Linked DNA regions of Pan troglodytes: region 2 is linked to region 1. A link is a contact called in public capture Hi-C data. All regions are on one chromosome and are shown on one strand. The core of a region is the stretch at or near the end of the contact, and the rest is flanking DNA. Distances in the headings are between cores, read along the strand shown. Region 1 has its middle 90 kb from the start of ZDHHC7. Region 2 overlaps ZDHHC7 (zinc finger DHHC-type palmitoyltransferase 7).

Region 1 (3,644 bases), core at 547-3,046:
GTGGGCTCTATGGACCTGGGCCTCAGAGAGGCAAGAGCTGAAGACGTGGCGTGGGGCAGGGGGCACACATGCAGATGGCGTGTAAGGCAAGGGATGGGATGACTGCAGGGTAGAGGGAGCCCGGGCAGAAGGGAAGAGGCCCAAGGTCAGCCAGTTAGCAGGGGCCAGGAAAGGAGTGGGGTGGAGAGGCCGGGGATGGAAGGAGAGAAATCGCAAGGGCGTGAAGCATGCACGGGGCTTACAAGCAGACCATAACGGAAGGTTTGTGACCTTTAAGAAAAATCTAACCATTTGATTGGCTGCTCTGCTTGGCTGTAGTGCAAAGCCCGCCCACTTTGAAGAGGGGCCCAGAGGCAGCCTGAGGCTCTGTCCTCTGGGGGACTTGAACTCAAATGTCTTTCCTGTGTTTTTTGCTTGAAGTCCAATTTTCAAACTTGTTTTTCCCCCCCGTTATTTTTGCAGAGATGGGGTCTCCGTATGTTGTCCAGGGTGGTCTTGAACTCCTGGGCTCAAGTGACCCTTCTGCCTCTGCCTCCCTGAGTGCTGGGATTGCAGACATGAGCCAGCATGCCTGGCGAGATCCAATTTTCAAGGAGAATATCTATATTCTTTAGAATAGTTTACATTAAACTAATATAAACTATTAGTTTATAACATACCATTGTACTAGTTTGAATCTTCAAAAAGATCCGTCCACATACTAACCTCAAAGAATTATGATTGGGACCTCATCTGGGGAAAGGGTCTTTGCAGGTGTTAAGAAGTTAAGGATTTTGAGGTGGGATCATTCTTTTTTTTTTTTTTTTCTTTTTTGTTTTGAGACGGAGTCTCGCTCTGTCGCCCAGCCTGGAGTGCGGTGACACAAACTTGGCTCACTGCAAGCTCCGCCTCCCAGGTTCACGCCATTCTCCTGCCTCAGCCTCCCGAGTAGCTAGAACTACAGGCGCGTGCCACCAGGCCTGGCTAATTTTTTTTTGTATTTTTAGTAGAGATGGGGTTTCACCATGTTAGCCAGGATGGTCTTGATCTCCTGACCTTGTGATCCAAGAGGTGGGATCATTCTTGACTAGGGTGGGCCCCACATTCAGTGACAGGTGTCCTTCTAGGAAACAAGGGGAGAAAGCCATGTGAAGGTGAGGTGGAGACTTGGGTGTCCTGGGATACGTCGGCATCTATTATCCATCATCTGTCTATAGGTAAGTAGACAGGCGGTAGCTATGGACAACCATATATAGATATAAAATATTCTCCCTTGCATATAGATCATATGTCATATAATGTGTCAGTGTTTCTCAAAGTATGGCCTGAGGAACTCCTGCATCAAAGTTGCCTGGGACTTTGTAAAACTAAAGACTCCTGGGCCGGCTTTCAGACCTATGGGATTAGACTGTGGATGGGGCCCAGGAATGGGCATTCTAGACACAATTTCTGAGTGATTCTGATGCCCCTGGTGGTTCCCTGATATGCTGAGGATGGCTTGGGAGCAGGTGGGGGGAGGTTTGTCAACCAGAAGGGACGAGGAATGTGTCCAAGCAGAAAGGCAGGGACAGGGTGCACTGTTCTGGCTAAGGGGGAGGTTGCTGGCGCACCTCCCTCTGGGGCTGATGGACAGCTGGTGTGTGCTGGGGGCCCAGATGTTTGGGGTCATGGGGACCCTGCTCCGTCCTTGTTGGCACTGGTGCCCCTACCGCCCTCTGGGCCCAGCTGCTGTTGGAGAGGGGCCAGGAGTACACACGGGCTATTGTCAGCCCGTCTCACACTCAGTGTGCCTGGCCTTCCTGACGTTTAGACAGCTGCTTTGTGTCTGGCTGCTCTGGGAATTCCAGGGCCCGGGAAGCGACCGGAGCTGACATCCCAGGACCAGCTGGTGGGGTGGGCCGCGGGGCCATCTGGAAGTTTCCGGACCTCAGGGAACACTTATGTAACTGGTTTAGAGGGGAGGTTTGGACAATGGATTAGCTGAAGGGCCAAGAACAAACTGAGCCTTTCCCAGGGCAGGCAGGTCCTCTCCCGCCAACAGGCATCTTATCTACTCCCCAAGACCCCTCTCAGCCCCAGAGGGTCCCTGCTGTCAAAGCCAGAAGAGCAGACGATGGGACTGAAGCTCTCCAGGGGCAAGGACTTGTCTGTTTTGCCTTGTCACCCTCTGTGCTTAGCACAGCGCTTGGCCCGTGCTGAGTGCTGAGTGAGGGTTGAATGAACATGCGCTTGTGTACATGACAGAGTTTCCAACAGGGAGGAAGGACTGGCCCAGAGCAGCGGCTCACAAAGCGGGGTTCCTGGGTCAGCCCAATCAGCATCCCCTGGGGCTTGTTAGAATGCAGGTTCTCAGGCCCCACCCCAGAACTCCTGAGTCAGATGCTCTGGGGCTGGGCCTGGCAATCTGTATTTTCACGAGCCCATCAAGGGATTCGATCCAGGCCGGTGCAGGAGAACCCCTGGTGTAGGGCAGCGAGAGGCAGCTTCCAAAACCAGGCAACCCCCAACAAAATCCAACTGCTTCCACTCATAGCACTATTACTACTACTACCCCCACTACTACGGTTACTGTCACGACTGCCATTGTTATCACTACAATTACTATTATTACTACGACTACTTCTACTGGTACTATTGATTTAGTTGAGGCAGAAGAGCTGGGTCCTCCACGCATGGGCACTCAGCTTAGATTGTAGCCGAGTCCCTGAAGGTGGGGCGCAGATGCTTAGACGTTTCCAGGGACTCGTGGGCAGCTGGCGGGAGACCCACTGGTTTGGATGAAAGGGCACACGGGGCCTCTGAAGTGACACAGATTTGGATTCAAGTCCTGGTCCTGCCTCTTTATTTATTTCTTTATGAGACAAGCTTTCGTTCTGTCACCCAGGCTGGAGTGCAGTGGTGTGATCTTGGCACCCAGGCTGGAGTGCAGTGGTGTGATCTTGGCTCACTGCAGCCTCAATTTCCTGGGCTCAAGGATCCTCCCAACTCAGCCTCACAAGTAGCTGGGACCACAGGTGCACGCCACCATGCCTGGCTAATTTTTGTATTCTTTTGAGAGATGGGGTTTTGCCTTGTTGCCCAGGCTGGTCTCCAGTTCCTGGACTCAAGTAATGCTCTGGCCTTGGCCTTCCAAAGTTTTGGGATTACAAGAGTGAGCCACTGTGCCTGGTGGCCCTGTCTTTTAATAGTGGGGAGACCTTGGGCAAATCACATAAAAGCCCTGTGCCTCAGTTTCTTTATCTATGAACTGAGGGTGGTCGCAGTGGCGCGATCTCCGCTCACTGCAACCTGTCTCCAGGGTTCAACCGATTCTTCTGCCTCAGCCTCCCAAGTAGTTTTGCCATTTTGGCCAGGCTGGTCTCGAACTCCTGACCTCGTGATCTTCCCGCCTCGGCCTCCCAAAGTGCTGGGATTACAGGCGTGAGCCACCATGCCTGGCCAAATTTTGTATTTTTAGTAGAGACGGGGTTTCACCATGTTGCTCAGGCTGGTCTTGAACTCCTGACCTCAGGTGGTCCTTCCTCACAGGTGTCTTGGAGATTACATGAGTTTGTCTCTGAACGTGCTTACAAGGGTGTTTGGGATGCAGAGGACACTAAATGACAGCTGCTGCCACTGCTAGTTTTAGTATTATGATGACCATTATTTATTTATTTTTCCAGGAA
Region 2 (3,644 bases), core at 755-3,254, 64 kb before region 1:
ACCCGACGCCCTCTGCCCCTGGCAACCACTCATCTGCTGTCTCTGTGGAATTTGCATGTTCAGGGACTTTTTTTTTGAGACGGAGTCTCACTCTGTCGCCCAGGCTGGAGTGCAGTGGCGCGATCTTGGCTTACTGCAACCTCCGCCCCCAGGGGTTCATGCCATTCTCCTGCCTCAGCCTTCCGAGTAGCTGGGACTACAGGTGCCCGCCACCATGCCCGGCTAATTTTTTTGTATTTTTAGTAGAGACGGGGTTTCACCGTGTTAGCCAGGATGGTCTCGATCTCCTGACCTTATGATCTGCCCGCCTCGGCCTCCCGTAGTGCTGGGATGATTACAGGCGTGAGCCACTGCGCCTGGCCGCCTGTTGAGGGACTTTCATAGTCATCTCGTCTGTGGCCTTTTGTGCCTGGCTCTCACCAGGCATCGCGTCTTCGGGGTCCATCGTGCTGTGGCATGATCAGCGCTTCATTTGGTTTAAGGCTGAATAATATTCCATGCTCTGGCCGGACCCGTCTCGCCTATAGCCATCGTTAGTTGATGGGCATCTGGGCGAGTTCTGCTTTTCGGCTGTTACAAATCATGCTGCTCTGAACGGCCGCGTGTAAGTTTTTGTGTGGATGGGTGTTTCATTCCTCTTGGGTATATACCTAGGAGTGGAGTTGCTGGGACATATGGTGACTCTGTGTTTAACCTTTTGTGGAACTGCCAAGTATTCTCTGAAGTGTCCCCACTGGGGGAAAAAAAAGAAAAAGGAAAAAAAATCTTGTGGGGAAGGGAATGATGAAAAAAAAAAAAAAAACCCCAAAACATCGAAGCATCCACACCATTTTACATTCCCACCTGCAGTGTGTCCACATCTTCAACACATTATTGCCGTTCTTTTGTGACGCTGTATCTCACTGTCTTTGCTGTGTATCTCCCTAATGACCAACGATGTTGAGCATCATTTCATGTGCTTGTTGGCCATTTGTGTGTCTTCTTTGGAGGCATGTCTGCTTGAGTCCTCTGGTGACAAGTGACAGAAACCACCAGGAGTCACTGTAAATGAAACTGAGGAAGGGGGAGTATGCAGAGCCCCAGGGCAAGGATGCTTCTGGCTGCTGGCAGGCTGTGGAGTGGAAGGTGGACAGAGGGGAGAGGCTGGCAGCTGTCCTCAGGCTTTGTCTGTCTCTCTGAGTCCTGGCTTTCCTGCTGCCCAGGGAAGAAGGGCAGTCCCCAGAGCAGGTGGAGTGGCAGTCACTGATGTCCAGGTCTACTTTTCTGAAGGGGAGAGTGGGCATGGCCCAGCAGGGTCAGGTGTCACCTCTGTTCTCCCAGTGGGGAGTTGATTTCTTCTCTCCACAGATCATGTCTTTACCCTACCAGGGTCCAGTCCAGGCTGAACTAGAACCATCACATCACCTCTGAACTGAACAGTTCAGGGGTTGGGGCAGATACCCCAGTGGGACTTCATGTCATTTTTCTAAACCAATAGGACTGGGCAGTCCTCGCTGGGATTGCCCTGGACAATACAAATTGGGATTTGTATTGTCACTTGAGGAAAGTCATTGGTGCTTTGAGTGAGGAGTGGAGGGGAAGATGGGGTCAGAGGCCTACTGATAGAGCAATGAACCCTGCTGTGGAAGGATGCAACTTTGATCCCAAGCTTCACTTTGGGATCGTGAGAGGGCTGGGAGGGAGGAAGGCCACCCACGGCCCTGGGCCCTGCATCCCTTTACTTGTTAGAGCCTGTGTCTTCAATGCCAGCCCCGTGGATGCCCACGAGCCTTCTCGGCAGCCGTGCGAGTGCCTTCCGGAGGTACCCTTCATGGGGCCGCGGCTGCTGTCCAGGAGCTCTGCCAAAAGCGTGCTTTCCTCCCACCGTCACAGCAGTGCTGGGACGTAGGTGTAGCATCCGTGTGAGAACACGAGGCCTTGCTGTGCCAGTAAGAGGCCAGGCTGGGATTTGAACCAGATTGTCTATCTTCAGAGCCCCGGCCTCGAAAATTTCAGTTCTTACGGGAAATTCCAAATGTGCACGGTAGGAAGAAAAGAGCACTCCACCTTGAGCTTGTCACCACATCATGTGGTGGCCTCGCCCACGCCGTTCCCCTCCCCCAGATAACCTGCCTAAATCTCACTCATTCTTTTGTTTCATTTGTAAACGTGTGTATCTTTTAAAAGGGCTCTTTGTAAAAACATAACCTCAATACCGGTAGCTCATGTAAAGCAATGTATTTATACCACCTATCCTGTTAGAGCTCAAATTTCCTCAATTGTCTCAATTCTTTTTTTTTTTTTTTTGAGACAGTCTCACTCTGTTGCCCAGGCTGGAGTGCAATGGCAGGATCTCGGCTCATAGAAACGGTCGCCTCTTGGGTTCAAGCGATTCTGTCACCTCAGCCTTCTGAGTAGCTGGGATTACAGGCATGTGCCACCATGCCCGGCTAGTTTTTGTATTTTTAGTAGAGATGGGGTTTCATCATATTGGCCAGGCTGGTCTTGAACTCTTGACCTCAAGTGATCCGCCTGCCTCGGCCTCCCAAAGTTCTAGGATTACAAGTGTGAGTCACCGTGCCTGGCCTGTCTCAATTCTTTTATAATTTTTTTCCCTTGAATCAGGATCCAAATAAGGATCCATACAGTGTGATTGGTTTATGTGTCTCTGACATCTCTTTTAATTAATCTCTGTGGTCCCTGCAATGTCTTTTTTTCCCTTGGGGTTTAAGTTGAAGAAACACAGTTCTTTGTTTGCAGTTTACATCCCTGTACTGGGTTTTGCTGTGCTCCTCGTCCCCAGCATTTTCCATAAATTAGGAGGCAGATCCACAGGCCCGGCCCCATTCTTACCTGCCGCTTAGTTAGGCCCTGGGGATCCAGAATGCATGACAGGGAGCTGGGGTGGAGAGCAGGGGAGAGAGGACCGGAAGCATGCTCTGCGAAGCCTAACTGCCCTGGAAGGGCGAGGTGGCACAGAGCGCCTTGCCTGGGCCTGGCTGGCTGCTTTGTCTCATCAGGGCAGACTGGAAGTGGGATGTGGGCAGGGGCACCAGAAGAGGGAACAGCCAATCAGGGAGCACCTCTGAAGGGAGGCCGCCGGGTGTTTGGGTGGGAGGGAGGAGCCTGAAGGCATCCCATGGCCTGGAGCCTATGGTCAGTCCCACAAGAAGATGAGTGGGAAACATTCAAGAAGTGTTTTAGAAAAAAACGTCCCGAAAATGGTTAAAATGGGAACTGAGGAATGTGCTCAATTACTTGGAAGGTTTGTTCTGGTGGGAAGAAGAATGCCCCATGGGTGCAGAGGAAACGGTGCTCCAGCCCCTGCCGCTGTCATCGTGGGCACATCCTGGCGAGGCCCTTTGAGATGGTGCAGCCGTGCACACCCCCTCTGCATATGGTCTCTGTTTCTGCCAAACCACATCTCGAAAGGCTCAGGATGAAAATGTAGGTGATAGACTCGGGGCCTCAGGTGGAAGGAACCCCTCCTTGAAACCCCCAGGACACCATGCCCGTGAAGAGTTTCATTGATTGTCTGCCCAGGGTTCTGAGCAGCAAAAAGGAATCCCTGGACCCAGCAAGTGCCTGAAATCCCACATAGTCTCAGGTCCCTGAGGATCACCCAATGTGTACTTGGTTTCCCCTTCGAAATGCCTTTCCTTGGT

Evidence for each region. Capture Hi-C pulls out chosen DNA fragments and counts their contacts.
Region 2: a capture Hi-C map of stem cell-derived neural stem cells shows a contact between it and region 1, with 2.5 times the contacts expected there. The contact joins two enhancer-like sites. A contact is called at or near these places in 2 of 7 Hi-C or Micro-C datasets (induced pluripotent stem cells and stem cell-derived neural progenitor cells) and 1 of 1 other capture datasets (stem cell-derived neural stem cells).

What each region holds. Positions count from the first base shown.
Region 1 is chr18:83,090,698-83,094,341 of NHGRI_mPanTro3-v2.0_pri, reverse strand. No RefSeq gene overlaps it. Among named protein-coding and RNA genes, the nearest start is that of ZDHHC7, 90 kb to the left of the region's middle. Within about 2 kb of position 1,796, at least 9 of the 24 cell types and tissues checked have an H3K27ac peak or open chromatin away from gene starts, as enhancers often do. A contact at or near this core is called in stem cell-derived neural stem cells, where this site is marked.
Region 2 is chr18:83,154,996-83,158,639 of NHGRI_mPanTro3-v2.0_pri, reverse strand. All of the region lies in intron 4 of ZDHHC7 (zinc finger DHHC-type palmitoyltransferase 7), which reads left to right. Among named protein-coding and RNA genes, the nearest start is that of ZDHHC7, 25 kb to the left of the region's middle. Within about 2 kb of position 2,004, at least 3 of the 24 cell types and tissues checked have an H3K27ac peak or open chromatin away from gene starts, as enhancers often do. A contact at or near this core is called in stem cell-derived neural stem cells, where this site is marked.